Regions from separate parts of the Sus scrofa genome. Here region 2 is linked to region 1. A link is a contact called in public HiChIP or PLAC-seq data. All regions are on one chromosome and are shown on one strand. The core of a region is the stretch at or near the end of the contact, and the rest is flanking DNA. Distances in the headings are between cores, read along the strand shown. Region 1 overlaps MEGF10 (multiple epidermal growth factor-like domains protein 10). Region 2 overlaps MEGF10 (multiple epidermal growth factor-like domains protein 10).

Evidence for each region. HiChIP or PLAC-seq counts read pairs in DNA pulled down with a chosen protein or histone mark.
Region 2: a contact with region 1 is called in an H3K27ac HiChIP or PLAC-seq map of skeletal muscle. The contact joins two enhancer-like sites. A contact is called at or near these places in 3 of 47 Hi-C or Micro-C datasets (embryonic fibroblasts, fetal skeletal muscle and heart right ventricle) and 1 of 2 datasets of contacts at active chromatin or transcription factors (skeletal muscle).

Annotation. Positions count from the first base shown.
Region 1 is chr2:130,241,113-130,248,199 of Sscrofa11.1, reverse strand. The region is part of intron 1 of MEGF10 (multiple epidermal growth factor-like domains protein 10); the gene reads right to left. Among named protein-coding and RNA genes, the nearest start is that of MEGF10, 18 kb to the right of the region's middle. Within about 2 kb of position 3,754, at least 6 of the 83 cell types and tissues checked have an H3K27ac peak or open chromatin away from gene starts, as enhancers often do. A contact at or near this core is called in skeletal muscle, where this site is marked.
Region 2 is chr2:130,371,207-130,378,293 of Sscrofa11.1, reverse strand. It overlaps MEGF10 (multiple epidermal growth factor-like domains protein 10), which reads right to left. Exons shown (of 27, transcript XM_021084704.1): 15 at 2,400-2,546; 16 at 1,110-1,244; 17 at 464-592. Among named protein-coding and RNA genes, the nearest start is that of PRRC1, 69 kb to the left of the region's middle. Within about 2 kb of position 3,848, at least 7 of the 83 cell types and tissues checked have an H3K27ac peak or open chromatin away from gene starts, as enhancers often do. A contact at or near this core is called in skeletal muscle, where this site is marked.

The sequences.
Region 1 (7,087 bases), core at 2,505-5,004:
ATAAAAAAATAGAGACAGGGTCCTTCAGGCTTAATTACCACATCTGTTATTAGGCACTTCACCATGATTGACTGGAGTGTATGTCGGACACGGTGCCAAAACAGCCTCCCCATAAAAGCAGCTTTCCGTTTGCTGCCTGAGTGGCATCAGCCCCTGTTGCAACCAGGATTTCCATGGCAAACAAGCAAAGCTTGGCATGCACAAGCCCCTGTGCCAGCTGACGGCACTTCTTCCTGCTGCCAGTTAAGCTTCGAGCAGGGCTGGGCCACTTGCTCTGATTTCTGCTTCTCTTTCTCCTTCAGGCTCCACCACACTCGCCTGCAGCCCTTGATAAACAGGTACAGTGAGGAAAGAGGGAGCAAAGCCAGGCCAGAGGCCCAGCTCTGGCTATGCTGTGGGGCCCACTTGAAGACATTCACATTAGGAGTTAGGATGCACTGCTGCAGAAGAAATGCATTTGCCAGCTCCTGAGTGAAAGATGGCTTTTTAAAAGGCAGCACCAAGAAGCTGGGTTCTCAGGATACTCGTTCCTTGGATGCCCTGGGCCCTAGGAGCCAAGCACCAAATTGGATTTTAGGAATTTAATGTTTCATTCGGTAACAGACATATTAGAGAAACTTATTCCCCATCGTTCCTTGTCCCCGGGAAAGCTATTCACTGATACCTTCAAGTCTGGAAGCAGGCCAGTGTGGATCTACTAATTAAGCTGCAGTTCACTGGAAAAGGATCGCCTTTAAAAAGTGTGCCCTCATTCAACTTTTCAAATCTGCAAAAATCCCGATACCCACAGCTCTCTGTAGCCCTAAATCAAATTACCGTGCAGGCAACAGTGCAGGGCAATTACTAGCATAGAAAACCATTCTTCAGACCAGATGCACAAGCAGGAAATCTCCCATCTGATGCCAGGTAACTCACCTAACCCTAGTTGTTACAGAAGTTGTGACATGTGCTTGTAACACAGGTAATGCAAAAAGGCTAAAACATATATACCTCGTAAATATTCTTCTGGAACCATCGAGTATAAGGAAAAATGTCCTTGAGGCATTCTCTCTCTGTGTTTAATTTTCTCTTCGAGGATGAGATGGTATAAATTTATGATGCCCTTCCAGTTGCATCTTTATACCAAGCAATATCCATGATGTTTTGATGTGTGGTTACTATCAAGGGTGCTTGGTGCATAGACTACAACCCGGAAATAAGAGAGAGTAAAGTATGAGGAGTTGGCAAGCAGGGAAAGGGTTTTCTAAGCCATCGGAAGAATCACAGCAGCATTTAATAAAAATGAAAGGAATGTGTGGCGGTTTCTAAAAAGGAATGAGCATTTATAAGAGTCATTGTCTGTATACCTGGAGATGTTTCAGATACGGCACAACTCTTTCTGTCCTTGGGATGGAGACTCAGGGTCAGTTCCCTAGGGGTTTGCCCCTAAGGTCCCCAATTTTCAACAATCTTTCCAGCCTGAGGGGGAAAAGGACTTTAATAAATAGAGCTCAGACTTCTCGGACAAATGGCAGTCCAGTTTGGGGTCATACACTTCCTACAAGTCATGATTGCTGAAGGGCCCTCTCCTATTCCCCACACTTCTGAAATAGAGCCTTTCTCTCCTCAGCCCCTATAATATAAATGATTGAGGCTCTCTTCCAACTAAGCCTTTCCCTCTCTCTCCCTTTTCTCTTTTTCCACAATGAGCCTTTGTGATCTCTTGAGAAGAGAGATGGTAGAGCACGGCGAGAGTGAAATCAACCAATTCTGAAATTATATAAAGTCCATTGCCGAATAAGAAAAAAGAGCTATTTCAAAGCAAAATTCCTTCAAAAGATAAAATTACACAAGTAATGGGTTTTGTGGTATTACAGACAAAGGAGCTATATGTTAAAATATCTCAAAGCAATTTGGCAATGATTTTTTGGCGATGATACCAAAAGCACAAACAACAAAAGAAAAACCAGAGACATCAGACTTCGTAAAAATTAAAAACTTGGATGCATCAAAGGTCACTGTCAACAGAGTGAAAAGGCTACCCACGCAATGGGAGAAAATATTTGTGAATCATATATCTGATAAGGGACCCATATCCAGAACATTAAAAAAACAAAAAATCCTACAACTCAGCAACAATAAAATAAACAACCTGGTTAAATATGGGCAAAAAACTTAAAGATATACTATTGGTCAATATGCACAGGAAAACACATTCAACATCACTAATCAAAAAAGCAAATCAAAACCCACAATGAGATAAGATATCCCTGCACGGGAGTTCTCGTTGTGGCTCATCAATAATGAACCCGACTAGTATCCATGAGGACGCAGATTCAATCCTTGGCCTCCCTCAGTGGGCTGAGGATCCGGTGTGGCCTTGAGCTGTGGTGTAGGTCGCAGATGTGGTTCAGATCCTGCGTGACTGTGGCTGTGGTATAGGCCTGCAGGTGCAGCTCTGATTGGACCCCTAGACTGGGAACCTCCATATGCCTCGAGTGCGGCCCTAAAAAAACAAACAAAAACCAAAAAAAAAAAAAAAAAAAAAAAAAGAGAGAGCGAGAGATCTAGAAGTAAGCTAAGTTCTAAGGAGTAAGTAGCAAATGTCTGCCCAAGAGGTAGGGACTTTTTGTTTGCTTTTTTTTTTTTTTTTTTTTTTTTCCTTGTCTTTTTTAGGGCTGTTCCCAGGGCATATGGAGGTTCCCAGACTAGGGGTCTAATCGGAGCTGTAGCCGCTGGCCTGTACCACAGCCACAGCAACACTGGATCCAAGCGGCATCTGCAACCTACACCACAGCTCACGGCAATACCAGATCCTTAACCCACTGAGCAAGGCCAGGGATCGAACCCACAACCTCATGGTTCCTAGTCAGATTCGTTAACCACTGAGCCATGATGGGAACTCCTTGTTTGCTTCTTTTTATCACCTGTCTGCATAAGCAAAACACACATTCACTCATTCTTCCATGGATCTTGAGACCCATAAGCTGGTTGCTAGAACTCAAGGGTAGAAGGAGAGAAACTTCAGCAAACAATAACAACAGGGCATTCTGTGTCAGCCCAGTACCCCTGCAGCCTCTTCTGCAGGATCTGAGCGGAGGGGGACCAGAATGTCACCTCTGTGCCCACCCAGAGAGCTCTAAAACAGATCACAATTCCTCCAGAACCCACAAACCGAAGCCAAAATAGACCATTTAGCTCTCTCTCGACTTTAAGCAACCGGAAACCAAAGGGCATCCAACACGGTGAAGCCGCCATGCCTTTCAGAGTCCCAGCTCTGCCCCACGTCCACCCGAATTCAAAACTCCAATTGGCTGGTTTAACGTAGAATATGAACAGACTTAGGGAAGTGGGCCTGTGTGTGCTTTTGCTCTGTGAAGTGCTACGGAATGCGAGCTTTGGGAGTAACTTGCCTACCTCGATTTCAATTCTAAATTTCTCAACTTGGATTTTTCTGGCTCAAAACAAAGTAGCTTTGCTTTGGGGTTCTGTTCTCCCCGCCCCCCTCTCCTCTAAGGACTTAAGAAGTAAGATGACACAAAACAATGCCTTTTTGAGGGTAGAATGCAGAGCTCAATCCCTTCTGGCAGGTACTCCTACAGACCAGTTGTTATTTATAATACCTATAAGGGAGAAAAGAGATTAAAAGATCAAGCCCCGCTGCACTTCCCTACAAAGCCGGCCACAGCTGTACCAGGGCTTTGGAGCAACTGGTCCGCGAGGAGACAGCGAGCCTTCTGTTGTCCTGTGGGGTCTGCTCAGGTCACTGCATGTGGCGTGGATTAGAGGGTCCTGGTTCTCTGTTACCCAGAGGGCCAGGACTGGGCTTTCCAGGCCACTCTCCCGAACTGGGGCTTTGTGCCATCACCTGGCACTCTTTCCAGGGTCTCTTGGGGGAACAGCAGGCGCTATCAGGCTTCAAATGCTAACAATTTCTTTTTAAAATTTGCGTATAAATTTTTTAAAAAGAGAGAGAGCAATTCATTTTCACCCTTTTTCCTGAAGATCTGTCCTAATGAAGTGAAAGAAAACATATCCATCATGAACGGAAGAAGGGAGTTGAGACTTGGTCTGGAGTTGGCTCCAAATGGGGACTGAGCTACAGTTGCGCTTTAAGTTCCATGTGTCGGAGCCAGGCTGCAACATAACCAGGAGCCACCGCAGAGGAAGAGCCCCAAGGAAAGCAGCTGTCTCCAAACTCAGCCTCGGCTTTTCCAGGGCAGAGAAGGCAGAGGAGGAGCCAATTCTTCAAGTCACACTGTTGTGCTCCCTCCATTTGGTATCGAGATCTGTTGCCACCGTGCAGCTCTGGTTCCGCTGGGGGTGCTGCCAGTGAGGAGCCTTCAGCTCTCCTGGTCTCACCTGCCCACTCAGCCACACCCTACACTCCAGACACCCCCAGAGGCTTCCCTATCAAGTTCATGGGGTTGGGAGTTCCTGCTGTGGCAGAGTGGGTTAAGAACACGACTGCAGTGGCTCCTATCCCTGTGGATGGGCAAGTTTGATCTGCATTCCTACCCAGTGGGTTAAAGGATTCAGCATTTGCCACAGCCCTGTGTAGTTGCAGCTGCCGTTTGGATTCAATCCCTGGCCCAGAAACTCCATACGCTGTGGGTGCAGCCATTAAAAAAAAAGACAAAGGTTATACACACACACACACACACACACACACACAAAGGTTCAAGAGGTTGCAAACAGCTTTTTTTCTTTTCTTTTTAGGGCCTCACCTATAGCATATAGAAGTTTCCAGACCAGGGGTCAAAACGGAGCTGCAGCCACAGGCCTACACCACAGCCATGTGTCTGTGACCTATGCCACTTGCAGTAACGCTTGATCCTTGACCCACCAAGGGAGGCTAGGGTTTGAACCGGAATCCTCATGGACTCTGTGTCAGGTTCTTAACCTGCTGAGCCACAAGAAGAACTTCACAAAGAGCCTTTTTGACCTTTTCATCTCAAATCAGAAATCAGGCACAGAAGAGATTTATGATACCTACAATAAAACGGTGGCAAATTGAGATCTCAAGTCGAGAGCTTTTGGCTCCAGATGCACTGCTCACCCCATCAGCCTGGACTTCCTCGTCGAGCTCTAGGGGGACACTATGCCCCTTCACTCTAGAAGCATTTATTTGTTTCACACAAGGCCACTGACCTTGAGATTTAGGGACAATGACCTAGAGATTGACATCACTGTTAATGCTTTTCATTGGCACCAAGACAAGAAAACACACACACACACACAAATCGCTTCGAAGTGTTACAATTCTAAAAGTGGGCAGCTACACTCATGAGAAATGGTGGAATTTCAAACTTGGGTGATTTCACCACCTCCCACAACTCAGCATAAAGTACATCTAAGGTAAAACTTGAGCCAAGCCAATGAAGCGAGACTCCCCCAAAGTTAATCTCTCCTTAAGTAATTTTGCTTCATCTGGACTTCTTTCCTCTAACCATGGGGTCCCTGCTGAGCCTTCAACAATGATTCCGAGGCCTGACACTGACCGCCTGCAGGCGTCTTCACTTTCCCTCGCTGCTCAGCTGCCAACAACCCCTGGGCCACAAAGAAAGGGTGGGACGGTCCCTGCCCAGGGCTTTTTCTTTGTGGGCACAGTGGCCAGAGGCAGGCAGAGGTCATCTCCTCACGTCTCAGGGAGCACACCAGGCAAGACACTGCACTGTGGTCCCCAGTACACATTGAAGAGCTTTGCTCTGCCTGGGGTCTTACTTGTGATACATCCAAGTCCTAGACAGAGACTGGGAAGCTGCTTTTGTTTTCAAGAACTGGGTTCTTAGAACGTGGTGACAAAACTTGCCTGGCTTCCAAAGCCCTGTAGTTACTGACTGACACTTTGTTCCGAAATCCTGCCTGTCGGGCCGTGGTTGCCATCCTCCTCAGCAGTGGAGCCTGACACACTCACCATCAAAGCAAACAGACAGGGCATGCTGGCCACCATGCAAACGGGTCTCCCTTCTGTGCCAGCAAATGAATCCACAGGCCACTGGGGCCCTAATGACATGGCCTCGTTTTCACAAAGGGAACAACCCGGCCAAGAAATGAAAGATGCTTTTCTGAACGCTCCAACTAGATGAGCGTTTCCTTAGAGCAAGCTAATAAGAAATCCTTCATCCATGGAGAGAGTTAACATCTCTGTCTGCCGCAGCTGAACTCTGTACATTCAGAAAGAGCAGCGTTTTGTCCTTCCAGGAGAGGGCCACATATAAGCGTACACTTAAAATTCTAAAAGCAAATATAGGGGACCACTTTCAGAAGCTCTCTGGATTTCATCACAACACAATACCCTCAATCAAAGAAAATCATGCTGGAAGGTGACACCTGGACCTAGAGGGCTAGCTTATAGGATGACAAGCTGGAGCATAAACGTTAAACCCCACAGCAGTGATGGGCTGTGGGGAGGTCCTCCGAACAGTCCCCAGGGGCTGCACAAACAAAACTACAAAGCATCATTTACATCCTGCCTTGAAAAAAAAAACTGGCTAGGGTTTGTTTGTTTGTTTTCCCCAGCCTTAGCTTGGCAGAGCTCCACATCATAAGCTTTTTTGTTTTTGTTTTTGTTTTGGAACAGCGGAAGAAAAGTGCCTTTGCTCCAGGCTGGTCTTCACCAAAATAAAAGCAGACCATCTGTCTAGCTCTGCTGAGGAACTCTCTGCACCCGAGTCCTTGGCTGGGCTTGGGTACAGCCCTCACCCTTCCTGACGGAGGGTGTCTTCTTTCCGGTGGGAGGAACCACCTGACTTCTCCCGGCCCAGGTGAACTGCCCCCTCGCGGCACAGCCCCCATTGCTGGCCCTCCCCTCATGCTCACCCCTTCAATTCCCCTGCCTCCTATGAAAGAACAGCTAGGAGGCCAACTATTCAAAACCTGAGAGTCCAAAGTATAAATCATCCACCTCCTGCCTCACGCCACATCCTCGGGACAGTGCTTCTCACTGGATGCTGACTGTGCACCACTCATCAGCACCTCCGCTAGAGGAGACAGGGTCTTGGGAAGTTTTAATCAAGCAATGATGCTACCTCGTGGCCTTACTGCTGTACCAGGGGAGACAAGGTCAAGATGACCCACTCGAATGAGAATTAGGTCTACAGTCAGG
Region 2 (7,087 bases), core at 2,599-5,098, 130 kb before region 1:
ACAATTTCTATATGGTTATCCAGTAGGGAATGTGACCCAATAAAGACCATAAATAAATCTGAAGTAACTTAAAAAAAGAAAAAAAAAATTCTCCCATAGTTGTGTGTACCATTTTTGCCCAAGAGCAAGGGAAAAATAATAGCCGACATTTGTGAAAATCTGAATGGATTTTTTGGGTATAAGACCCTCCACGTTTAACAGATGGAGAACCAATGAACTGTAAATAAACAAAATGCTACTGCCTATTTAGGTTCTTTCCAAGATACGAGCTGGATTTAAATATAGGACCAGAGGACCATTTCATAGGGCTCTTAATGGGGGGTCAGCATTTAAAATTAAAATAATAAATCTTATAATTATTCACATATTTTTCTTGATTATTTAAACACTCAAACTTCAGTCTTAAAGAATTTGAACACAACGTAAATAGATGGTCGATGAATCGTTTCCAAACAGGACTTACGCTGAGAGCAGTCGCTGCCGATCCACCCCGGATAACACTGACAAGATCTGTCAATGGGGTTACAGGTTCCATTGTTGGTACAGGTACAGATTCCCGCACAGTTTTTTCCAAATCTGCCACTGGGACACACTGTGAATAAATTATAGGTCAGAAACTCACAACTGTATCTCATCTCACAGAACCCTAGACTCTCGGGATGGGAAAGGATTTTAAAACTCATCAACCCAGTTGTGCATTTGGTAGCTGCCTCCCCTCAAGAGCATCCCTCATCCTGAATGGGCTCTTTTTTTTTTTTTTTACAAATGTCTGAAGCCAAAGATCCTCATTAAGGCATCACAAACCAGGAGACATCACCGAATTGCTAGAAATCTTCATGGCTTCTTGCTCAGGGAGTCAAAATCTCTCCGCATATTGATTTTTCATGGAAGGCTGTTTCCAATTAAAAGTGAAGACCAGCACAGCTCAGAGAATAAAGAGATCTAGAGTGGCAAGCCAGATTTTTCAAAGCTCAGTCATCTTTACAGAAGCTGCAGACCAGAAGGCATGGCTAGCCGCTAGCCGAAAACGCATCCTTTGGGAAGCCTGAGGACAGCTGCATGGGGCTTGCTCACCACCACATTTTTCTCCCAAAGCCTGTGCACCCTACCTTCATTGCAGAGGGCGCCTGTGAAGCCAGGCAAGCAGTCACACAGGCCTGTGATGTGGTGGCAGGGCCCACTGCTGTGCACACACTGCGGGCACGTCTGGCTGCAGCGATGCCCATAAAATCCAGGGGAGCAGACTGAAAACAGAAAGGCATTAGACATTTCTCTTCCCTAAGATGTGTTTCTTTCATATACCATGTAAGGATCTAGTTCAACTTTGGGGTTAAAGAAATTCTTTTTAAGGGTGCTGAGAATTTTCCAAGTATAAAACAAGAACAAAAGGAACAAGAGCGCTCTTTAATAATGAAAGAAGCCAGTAAACTCTGAATTGCTTGAGGGCAGGCAAATGTCTTCGTTCTCTTTATTTTCCTATTTATGGCCCCAATTAGCTCGAAGTCTGGCATAGAGCAGGGGCTTGAAGAATTTTTGTTGAGCAAATAAAAAAGAAATAAAATTCTAAATACTAGCAAGGCCCAAATAAATACTCTCAAGCCAATGTTAATCTTTTATTCTTTAAGAGTCATTACTGGCAATAAATGTATGTACAGTCAGAATTAAAAGATTGTTTCTCCTCAAAATGGTCCAGGTTAATGATTGTGATTAAAAAGAGAAGAAGCAAGATGCTTCATAATTAGATTCTTTCCAACACTATTTGGATTTAAGTATGGAAGGACAGCATAGAACTCTTAATTAAAAAAAAGTAATTTAAAAAATAGAATACGGTACACTATAATTAATCATGTATTCCTTTCTTGATTACTCTCCCTAAAAGATTTCTTGAAATGTTACGGATTGCTCCCTAATTCAAAAAGTCTCCTGACCAGTGTCAACAGCCCCCATTTTCAATACCACAAGCCTACTTTCCCCAGAGCACTGGCTTTCAGACTACCACAGGATGCATGCTTTGCCGCAAGGTTTGGCTGATGTTGACTTCTGGTAATTGAGGTAAGACCAATGCCAAAATAGCTGAATAAAATATTCACAGGTCAGTGGATTTCTGGAACACCATTTGCAAGGTTTAAGGCAGGACTGAGAAACCGATGGCGCTGCCAGAGAGGCAATAAAATCATTACAGAGAAGAAAGAGCTAATGCCCCATCTGTCAGGTGAGTCCCAAAGGTTGGAAAGAATGAAGCCTTTGGGGCAGGGCTATGGAGGGAGGACAGCTCTGCCAAGAACAGAATGACCTATGATGCTCTCCCTGCCCTCAAGGGCAACAGAACTGTGAATTGAGGGGCAGAACAGGGGATCTGAGAAGGGAAGATGGAAGCTGTCCCCTAAAGAGACACTTACTCCGCTGACAGGTGGTGCCTCGGAACCCCGGTGCACACTCACAGATGCCGTCATCCGGGGAGCACGAAGCCCCGTTTTTACAGTAGCAGGGCAGGGAGCAGTTGGGGCCCCAGCGACCCTCAGCACACACGCTGTCACAATGGACACCTGAAACAAGGCACAAGGGCGAGGCTGAGTGACAGTTCGTGAGGGTGGGCATCTGGAATGCTAAGTGAGAAACCAGGACCAAGGTCATGGTCTCAAAACTGACTGACTCCGGGCAGCAGTGGGCAGGGATGCTATGAGGTTTAAAGTCCACTTATACACATCAGTACATCATCATATGTTATATCATATATCATATCATCTTAGCATTAAAATAATCCCAGCACTATTTTCTATGGCTCATGAAGAAGGGATAAAATTTCTTTGTTTTATTGATTTTTCTTCCTTAGGAGGAGAGAGCAGAGAAGAAGCCCAAGGGTTCTGTCTATGGAAGGCAAAATTCATCAAAAATACTGTATCATGGAGCCCTTAGTGACTTCCTCTCTCTCCCACTCTGTTTTTATAGAGAAATAGAGCAAAAAAAGATAGGGTGAAGCAAAAGGTGGTTAAATTGTTTACACAAAGAAAATCTTCCCCCGAAGCACACAAATAAACACAATCTTAAAATATTTTGAAAATACATTGTGTAAGACAGAAAAATATACAAATCTGTGCCACCAAATTCATCTTTAAACATTTAATCTGCCCTGAGGCAGATGCGGGCAGAATATCACAAATGATGTTACTTATAGCTGTAATCCCTAGCTGTCTGAGCTAGGGATTATTATGGATCCATATGCAGGTGTTTAACTCTCAATCTGGAAAGACAGAAACTTCAGAGTTGGTCATGAGTGAACAAATGCCTAAAGGAAACACAAAGAAATTCCAAAGCTGAAAAAAAAAAAAAAACAACCACTAGGTTTTATTTGAAGTAAATGGAAGTCTCTTTTGTCAATTCGTATTCAAAATACCATAGGGGCCTCTTTCTTCTAAGTCAGAATACTTCCCAACTCAAAGAAATGCTCTTTGCATTGAGAGGCAATAAGAATGAGTTATAATTAGTACTGCTGGCCTCAGACCCAGTGAAAACACAGGAAGAACAAGCACGCTTCCACTCGGAGGATTCCAGCACACAAACCCTACAGGGCCCCAAAGAGGCTGACAAGGCCATGGGTTGTATTACAGTTTTTGCTCCTAAACTGATTAGGAGAAAAGTTACCGTGGCCTGAACCTTCACACAGAAGCAGCCCCAACCCATAACGTGAACCTTGCTAATGGGTGGGCAGTTGTTTCTACTGAAATAACTCCTCTTTTGATTGTCTCTGCTTTTCTCCATCTGAAAGTCTCCCACACACTACAGGCAGTAAAGCAGGCATGAGAGAGCAGAGACCTCATTGTGTCTCCCTTGAACTGACAACACACTGTTATTTTAGCTTGGACTGCTGGCTGAAGAAAGGCGATCAGGCCTGTTCGAAGCCAATGGGGGTTTAAGTGTTCCCCAGAGAGTCAAATACAGCATTTTGGCCTGCCATGCTTTTTTTTTTTTTTTTTTTTTTTTTTTTTTTTCTTGAGTTCACACATATTCGATCTTTTTCTCCAAACCTCTTTTGAAAAATTGAGATGAAATTGCAAATTCTATGTCCCCAAAAGTGACAAAGCAGCCACAGTGTCTTATCTGGTGTTTTGATTCTGAGCTCTCCTAAGCAGAAACACCAAATCAGTTGAGCAGTGCATTACTTTCCAAAGGAGGCTGCAAACCTAAAGGCTGTTCTGCAAAGTGGAGAGACATGCCCATAAAGGTAACCTGCCATGGGCTTCACTCTCTCTTCAAGTTCAGGTCCTGAGCTCTGATCATGAGCCAGGACACCTATTTAACAGCAGCTAAAATGCGACAGCTGCTTCCGAGATCCAGACAACCCTGGCCGTTTTGGTCTGGAGCTACTCGGGCAAATCCCACTGAGGATTCCATAGAAGTGGAAGCTGAGGGACTATCTGGTTAATCTGAAAACCATCCTGAAAAAAATAAGTCCTGAGTTTTGACCATGTTTTGTGGGGTGGGGTTTGGGGGAGGCAGATACTCATCCATCTCTGATGATTTAGTTTGTTAACTTCTTACCAAATCTCTACATTACACTTAACGAATGCAGTGAAGATGGAATGGAATATATTTCAGATTGAAAAGTATATGCTACCTTTTCACATTAGAGATGATCATGATTGATGTATTAATTAGCACATTCTCAATCAGAGCAGGTTAAGAAAAATGACTCCAGGGCAGATTGGCAAATCAGAATAAAGTGATCCTTTATTTCTCATCTGTTTCCTCTTCTCTAATAGGTTTGTCCAGCTGATTAGCATAACTACCAGTTACAATCAACTTTATCGAGTAATTTTCACAAAAGTAACAAGGTCCCCAGTAGAGCAATGAGATTCATTGCAAAGATAACCTGGTTTCACATGATTTATCCATCATTTCATTTCCAGAGTCACAGGGAATTGCAGAGATCATCTATCAGACCTTCTGTCCCCAATCATAGGAGCATATATCAACAGAAACAAGCTTATTTTTAAATAATGTTTATTTTAGAACTGCAAAGGAGTCTTTCCTTGTGAAGTAAATTATAACAATTCTATTATCACTGCCCCCTAAAAATTCAGTTCCTTTTCTTTTTCTCTGTCATGAGTAAAAGTGAGTCATCGTTTTGCAGATATTAATCTATCCTTTTGCAGATATAAATCTATTTGAAGACACATATAAAGCATGTCTCCGTCACAGGGCAACTCCAAGAAAAGGAATGAAGCTGTGTTTTTTCCTCTTGCTGCACCATTTCCTCCTACTGCTACTCCTCCCCTTTGGGCCTCTGTGCCCTCCTCTATCATCTCTAACTTCATCTAATAGTCAGAAAAGGCTAAGGCAAATTTATTACTGCCGAGGCATTATCTTCTATAGAAAAATATTAATATTTTAAGAGAACATACATGTTAAGAGCCTAAGAAGTAAATCTCTAATTGTGGAATTTCAGGCAGTGAGGCTCATGCAGAGCGATATTGGGATAAATGCTTCTCTAGGTAACACCTGGTATATGGCCGACTATGTGACCTCTGTATTAGGCTAACCTCACAGTGAATATTTCTCCAGGATAAGGAATTCTAAGTTTGCTTTAACCATTTTTTTTGGGGGGTGGGGGGGCTGTGTGTTGTGTGTGTGTATACTCCTTAATTATTTCCAATGATCTCATCCTACTCTTTGCTAACCTTGCTGAAGTCCTATATTTTTGTTTCCTTGCTTGTCAAGGACAGAAAAGAGAATTCCATTCAATAAACATTTAAGAGGTCTCAAACGCTTGCTTGCTGATGAGAAGTTCCCTAAGAGCTCCATTTCCAGAGTAGTAATGGCCTTGGAAGAGGCCCGACCACCAAGCCTGGGGATCGTGGACAAGGGAGGAGAGAGCTTGTGAAGGTGGAGGAGGGGACCAGGTTAACAGAATGGTGGGTGCAAGGTTTAGGCCCTCAGAAGGGTGTGTCTACCCTTCAGAAGACCTAAGCGTGGAGGACTGCTGGAATTGGTGCTGGGAAAAGCTAGAAAGGCATCTGGGCTGCCAGACAGTGGTTACATAAAAAGAGTGGCCATTAGCAGGAGTGGCATTGTTGGATCACATGGCAACTTTATATTTCATTCTTTGAGGAACTTCCATACTGTTTTCCATAGTGGCTATGCCAATTTACATTCCCACCAAGAGTGTAAGAGGGTTCCTTTTTCTCCACACCCTCTCCAGCATTTGCAATTTGCAGACTTTTTAATGGTGGCCACTCTGACTATGTATGAAGTGATACCTTGTTGTACTTTTGATTTGCATTTCTCTAATAATTAGCAACAACGAACATCTTTTTATGTGCCTATTGGCCATCCGTATGAAGAATGACAAGGTCTTGAGCTAAATCAGTGGCACGTGGGATGCAGGGGAAGCTGAATTTCAGAGAAGTACAGGAGAGAGAGCACATGAAAGACCACCCCCTTCCAGACTCCATCCAGGCTAATATGAATTCTAGCCCTTCCCATAAGGGAGAGAGAGTGCCTGCTTTTGTTCACTGTGGTGTTTAGCACATGGATGGTGTAAATAAATGTCTGTCGGATGAGTAGTTAAGCCCAGTTCCTCTTTCCAACATGACGGTCTTGACCATTTTCCAACTGGATGGGGCAACTCAATCATTCTTTGCTTCTTTGAAGAAATGGTGAGAAGACTACTCAAACAAGGAAACCCAACATATTTATATTCTGTGTACCTAACACGAGAACCCTACCCAGCTAAGAGGATGGAAATGTCTCCCCCACTTAGTTGGGATGAGACATACTTTGATGAGCTCAGGTCTGTGTTTTTAAAGGTTAGCCCAGATTATAATGCAATGGAAGAATAATGGGACCAGTTGAGGAAATTCTTTTGGAGTGTCTATCAAAGTAAAGATAAAGGTTTTAAAATGAATTACTTTAGGAAACAACTTCCTACAATATTTGGAAGACGGGACAAAACATGTAGGGGATATCTTTAAATTGCAGCATTCTCTGGTTCGGTGGAAGCATTTTTTTCCCTGATAAATGTTCGAACGCTGATAAGGAGATCTGTGAGGGACTGTTTTTGCCAGGACTGAGGACAAAGAGCTCTTTG